Regions from separate parts of the Sus scrofa genome. Here region 2 is linked to region 1. The links are chromatin contacts, called in public Hi-C maps. All regions are on one chromosome and are shown on one strand. Each heading gives the region's core, a stretch centred on a gene start, on an enhancer-like site or on the middle of the called end of the contact. The rest is flanking DNA. Distances are from core to core; before and after follow the strand shown. Region 1 overlaps DRC1 (dynein regulatory complex protein 1). Region 2 overlaps ADGRF3 (adhesion G-protein coupled receptor F3).

What was found. A called contact is a pair of places that touch in the nucleus more often than the background predicts.
Region 2: a Hi-C map of heart right ventricle shows a contact between it and region 1, with 5 times the contacts expected there. The contact joins two enhancer-like sites. A contact is called at or near these places in 2 of 47 Hi-C or Micro-C datasets (heart right ventricle and liver).

The regions. Positions count from the first base shown.
Region 1 is chr3:112,611,103-112,613,802 of Sscrofa11.1, reverse strand. It overlaps DRC1 (dynein regulatory complex protein 1), which reads left to right. Exons shown (of 16, transcript XM_021087730.1): 2 at 1,872-1,959. Among named protein-coding and RNA genes, the nearest start is that of DRC1, 9.2 kb to the left of the region's middle. Within about 2 kb of position 1,267, at least 7 of the 83 cell types and tissues checked have an H3K27ac peak or open chromatin away from gene starts, as enhancers often do.
Region 2 is chr3:112,695,497-112,698,196 of Sscrofa11.1, reverse strand. ADGRF3 (adhesion G-protein coupled receptor F3) reads right to left here. Exons shown (of 13, transcript XM_021087733.1): 2 at 2,181-2,241; 3 at 1,646-1,786; 4 at 1,012-1,185; 5 at 296-514. Among named protein-coding and RNA genes, the nearest start is that of ADGRF3, 3.7 kb to the right of the region's middle. Within about 2 kb of position 1,331, at least 6 of the 83 cell types and tissues checked have an H3K27ac peak or open chromatin away from gene starts, as enhancers often do.

The DNA of each region.
Region 1 (2,700 bases), core at 18-2,517:
AACAGGCGAAATTAAATTTTGTGATTTCACTCACTAGATGAGCATAGTTTAATCTGTACTCAGTATAAATCATCTCGAGATGTTTTGCAGTTTTTGCTGAAAGTGGTGCCATCCAGTTCCTATTTGACACCCGTAGCTCGTTTCAGTAGGGCTCAGCCACATTGCAAGGGTTTAATCATCAGTGTGGCGAGGGGCCACCATCCCGGGCAGTGCAGTGCCAGGCTGGCAGAAACAAGAAAAAGGCGGCAGTGGGATTCAAGGTGAAACCAGATAAGAAGAGTGTGTAGCATCGTTCTTTTTCTTTCTAAAGCCCTGGTCTTTGCTCCAGGAAGTAGGTGGAAGGATTCGTTAGACAGGGTTGGCAATTAATTGGTAGTCAGCGTAGGGAGTCAGAAGAATGCATTTTGCGTGGTCATAAGACCACCACTAACCTGGTGACCTCTGAAGCCCAGCCCTGAATAGAATGAAACAAATTGTTTTCTAGTAAGGGCAATGAGTAGGTTTGGTAGGAGTAGAGAAACGAATGAAATGACAAGAAGAAAAAAAAAGTCTTCGTTAGATTGGGAGTGGGGGTTGCTGACTCAATCCCAGATCGCAAAAGTGGTGTCGTGCTGTGTGGAGCTGTGCTGAACTTGGAACAAAGGGAGGGGAGATGCAAGTCAGCCCATCTCCCCTTAAAAACGTCAAGAACGCGTGAGATAAAGGGATCTGCCTGTTAGCAGGTGGATAAAGTGATGCTTTCATTTTTCTCAAGGCAGAACTGGGAATCCTCGTGGCCACTGCGGGCCAGAGAAGAGCGGCTCTCCGTGGGGTGGTGGTGTGGGCGTTGGTGGGGTCCCTCTCCGATGCCGCCTCCAAAGAAATCCAGCCTCTGGGACCTTATCTTCCCCCCTCCTCTTTGTTCTGATTTTCTGATTCACGCACACACTCACACACACAGGGGTATTTTTAAAATCCATGCCATAGAAAAATAGAAAATATAAGTCTTCAGTAAAGTTCGCTTTCCTTAATCACTGTCTTCCATCGGTCCTAAATCTTTCCAAAAATGTTTTCCTAGGTGTATATAAGCCTATTTTAAGAAGAAAATTTATATTATGCTTTACATACTGTTCCACAGCTGGCTCTTTTTACTGACATATTGTGGAGATCTTTCCGTGCTGCTAGATATCAGAAAGAATGACTGATTCTTTTTATAGCCTGCAAAATATTTTCTTGTGTTGTTGCCTGGTAAGATATTTAAACGGGCAGCTGTGAATACGTCGGCAAATGGTCCCATGTTCCTCCTAGTGGAGTCCGGGCTGCAGTAACCGTCCTTGCGTCCAGGTCTTTGTGCCCTTGTGAAAGCTTTCTGTAGAAAATTCCTGAAGGCTGGGTTGGAGGAGAGGCCCTTGTAGGTTTTTGATAAGTTTTGCCAAGTTGCCTTTTGGACAGGTCGTGACCCTTCGCGTTCCCACCCCATTGGCATCCATTGCCAACTTTCCTATTTGGCATTTTGCCTTTTCTTTTTCTTTTCTTTTTCTTTTTTTTTTTTTTTTAGTATTGATTTGAAGGAGCTCATTCTATTTTTTAGCAAAATTCTGTCAAATATATCTTTTAGCAGTTTATCCCTTGACTTTCAGTGAGAAAAGGTTTATATTTTAGGAAGTCAAATCTTTCAATCTTTTTTTTTTTTCTTCTAATTTTGATCTTATTTTAATAGGTGTTCTCTCCTATGTTTAATGTTTGTTTTTTAAGACTGTGTTTTTTAGTAGTCACATTTTTATCCAGATGGAAAATATTTTTATATATGCTGGGATGTACCGTGGAATTTTAAAATAGAGAATTGAAGTCCTCGAACTAATGTCACTTCCTTTACTTTGTTTCCATTACAGGGAAGCCCTGGGGGAATATTTAGATGGGAAGAAGGAGGCCGAGGAAGATCAAAGCAAGAGCTACAAACAGAAAGAAGAAAGCAGACTGGTAGGAGCTGGGGAGTTACTGGGTCCCGGGCCTTTGATCTCCTGCAAAGCCAAGCCCCTCCCTCCCTCCCCTCCTCAGGCCACCTTCTCAGACTTTAAAACCGGTTAAAAATCCGAATCCGACTAGGAACCGTGAGGTTGCGGGTTCGATCCCTGCCCTTGCTCAGGGGGTAAAGGATCTGACGTTGCCGTGAGCTGTGGTGTAGGGCGAGGATGAGGCTTGAATCCTACGTTGCTGTGGCTCTGACATAGGCCGTCAGCTACAGCTCCGATTCGACCCCTAGCCTGGGAACCTCCATATGCCGCGGGAGTGGCCCAAAGAAATAGCAAAAAGACAAAAAAAAAAAAAAAAAGAAAAGAAAATGTTTCCTTTCTCAATGTCATGGTATTAAATACCAGCTCTGCCCTAAGACCTGGCAGGAGGGCCCCCTGCCCTTGGCCCTGCACCTTAGCAATCATTTTTTTCAAATGGCAATTCTTTTTGTTTCCTGATTACTTTTGGTCTACAAACTCCTAAGTTTACTTTTGGTCTGCTCTAAGATAGACTTCTGTTTCCTTCTAGACACTTCATGGTTCTACTGTTTGCATTTTGGTCTATAATCTATCTGGAATTTTTGTGTGTGATGTGAAAGTGTGGCTCAAGGGTCATTGTTTTCTAAAAGGATCTTTAATTAACTCAGCGCCATTCACTTGAGGTCATCCTTTTGCCCCTGCAGTGCAGTGCACCTTTGTTGCAAATCAG
Region 2 (2,700 bases), core at 82-2,581, 84 kb before region 1:
GTGAAGGTATTAACCTTCCTGCCCCTACCATTTCAGCAGCGTGAAGAAAGGCAGGCATCCGTCCTCGGTAGGCATCGAGACCACGTTTTCAGCGGTCTCTCATTACAACTCCCATCAGTGGGCCTCTTAGACTTAGCTTCCCCAGAATGAATAAATGGGGAGAAGGGAAAGAAAGAGAAAAGAAGGAAGAAGAGAGGGAGGAGGAGGAGACGGAGGGGAGCGGGGGGGAAAGAGGGGAAGAAGAAGGGCAGGAGAGCGGAGACAAGAGAAGAGGAGGGAGGGACAGGTGGGCTACCTGCCCATTTATGGGAGATGTTCATGATGCTGAGGACAGCCCGGCCCGGGCTGGAGGTCAGGGACACACGTGTCCCTGCCCACAGGAGGACAGGGCTTGGGCTCCCTGTGCGCCACAGGAACCAGTTCATGTTGGTGGTCTCCTGGCTTGTGAGGAGGGTCAGGTTCAGGGTGCTGCCAGGCATCTGCAGCCAGGAGTTGAGGCTCAGAGTGGCGGGGACTGCAGGAGACAGGGGACAGGGGGCCGCTGGAGCAGGAACTTGTGGCCTTTGGTGTGGCCAAGCTGTCTCTCCTGCCCCATCTTCTGAAGCCTATTCCTCCTCACACCCTCCCCTGCTAACATTTCTCGTTCTGTTTTGTCCCTGGAGGAGTGTGGCAGCAGCCATCCAGCCTGGAAGATGCTATCGGTCAGTGGGAACCAGCTGGGGAAGTTTGGACCTGGGACTGCTCGCTTCCCTGGGCCACAGGAGGGACCTTCCTCTCCTTGTCCTCCTGTCTCTGGGGCCCTCTTCCTTGTCTCAGTCCCCCTGTCCCAAGTTCAGGGCCTGTGATCCCCTGTGATGGCTGGTATTTTCTCCCACCTGGAGTTGTGCCGCTGGGCTGGGACCCCTGGGCAGAGACACAGGGGTCAGAGAGGGGAAAAAAAAAAAAAAAGCAAAACAGAGAGGGTTTCTTTGACTCTGGGCCATTGGTTTCCATGATCCCAACCCTCCTCACCAGGTGGCAGCAGCTGGCAGTACCCGGCTTCCATGGGGCTGAAGACAAGGCAGCCACAAGGCTGGTGCTTGAGGTGGGTTTGGCAGGGATCGTGATGGGAGCAGACACTGGCGTTCCACTGGTACCCAGACAGGCAGGCACAATAGCTACACCCATCCTGGTTGACCTTACACTCTGTGACAGGGGGGAAGGGGAGTGAGAAGTGGGTGGACTGTCTGGAAAATTCCAGCAACTACCTTATGCCTGCAAAGCCCGAGGGCTGAGTGCTTGGCACAATCCCAAGGTCACAGGCACCTCAGTCACAACCCCGCATCAGGCACCACCTTCTCAGCCAGGGTTCCAAGCCGCGGAGCGCGTGCTGGGCTAAGGCATCAGGGGCGCCAGCGCTGAAGTCCACGCCCCCTGTCATCGGCCTGTTGGGCCTCTGCCAAAGTTTAGAAGACATGGAGCAGGACGGGAAGGTCTATCTGATGGGAGATGGGGAAGGAGCTGGGCCACACCGACCCCCACCACCACTTCGAGATAGGGAGGGGCTCGCAGAATCTCAGACCAGGGGGCTGTGGGAGGGCAGGGCTCCCTGCACTCTGCAGCGAGGGCCCCTGAGAAGCAGGGGACAGCAGAGTTTCCCCCCTACCTGTGGTGAGGCTGAGGCCAGTGAGCGTTACGGGGGCAAAGGACCCCGAGGCAGCGGGGAGAGTCAGGGGTCCCGAGAGCGCTGCTGGCCAGGTCTCATGTGCGAAGTCCAGCTGTGCATAGACTGAGAGCAGGGCTGATTCTGCAGGAGCAGGGGGGAGAGCTGGAGGGGAGAGGCCGCCAGCCCCCTCGGGGCCCCACTCTGAGCTGATCACCGCTGGGAACCAGAAGCACTTCCCACCTCCCAAAGCACATCCAGGCACAGACAGGTAACTGCTCACCCGGCCACGGTGCCTTCACACACACCACCGTTTCATGCCACCCTCCCGACCACCCCCCTGCCATGGACAGAACTCTCCAGGATGATTTTCTTAAGGCCTCACAGCTAGAGAAGTGGGTACGGACCTGACCTGAGTGACCAGCGCCAGCCCCAGTCTCTCTCTGAACCCCGAGGTCCCCATATGCTGTGCTTCCTCCAGGCTTTTCTCTCTGCCTCGGTCCCGTCTCCTCCCGCCCCCCGCTGTCCAGCTGCTCACCACCTGCTCCACTTTCTTGGTCCAGTGGCTGCCCAGATTCCCCTCCAGCCTGGCTCTGTCCCTGGAATAGAGCACGGGGGTGAGGGGTAGTCTCTGAGGAGGGCTGACCCCACGTTTCTCCCAAGGACGCCTTCTTCCCCAAACCACCAGGGGCCAGCCTGGCTCATCTGGTCTGACTCGGTTTCCCTGAAGCTCCTCTTCTTGCCTGGAATCGAGCGGGCACAGCAGGAGGGGGAAGCAGGCTTCTGGTAGAAGGTGCGGGGCTGCAGCACCAGGGATCCCTCCAGGGCCTGCAAATCCCACGTGGACCCAGGAACCAGGCACACCCCGGAGAGTCAACATGCTTTGCTTGATTCCTTCCTGAACCTGCCTGTCCCTGGGCCTCTAGGCTCATTGAAATGGCTGTGTCTGGAGCTCCGGTGGGAGGGCTGGGCAGAGTGGCTTGGGGCCCAGAGGCTGGGGGGCTCTTCCCTGCATAGGAATCGCCATGAGGGGGAGCAGAAAGCATCTTCCCTTTGTC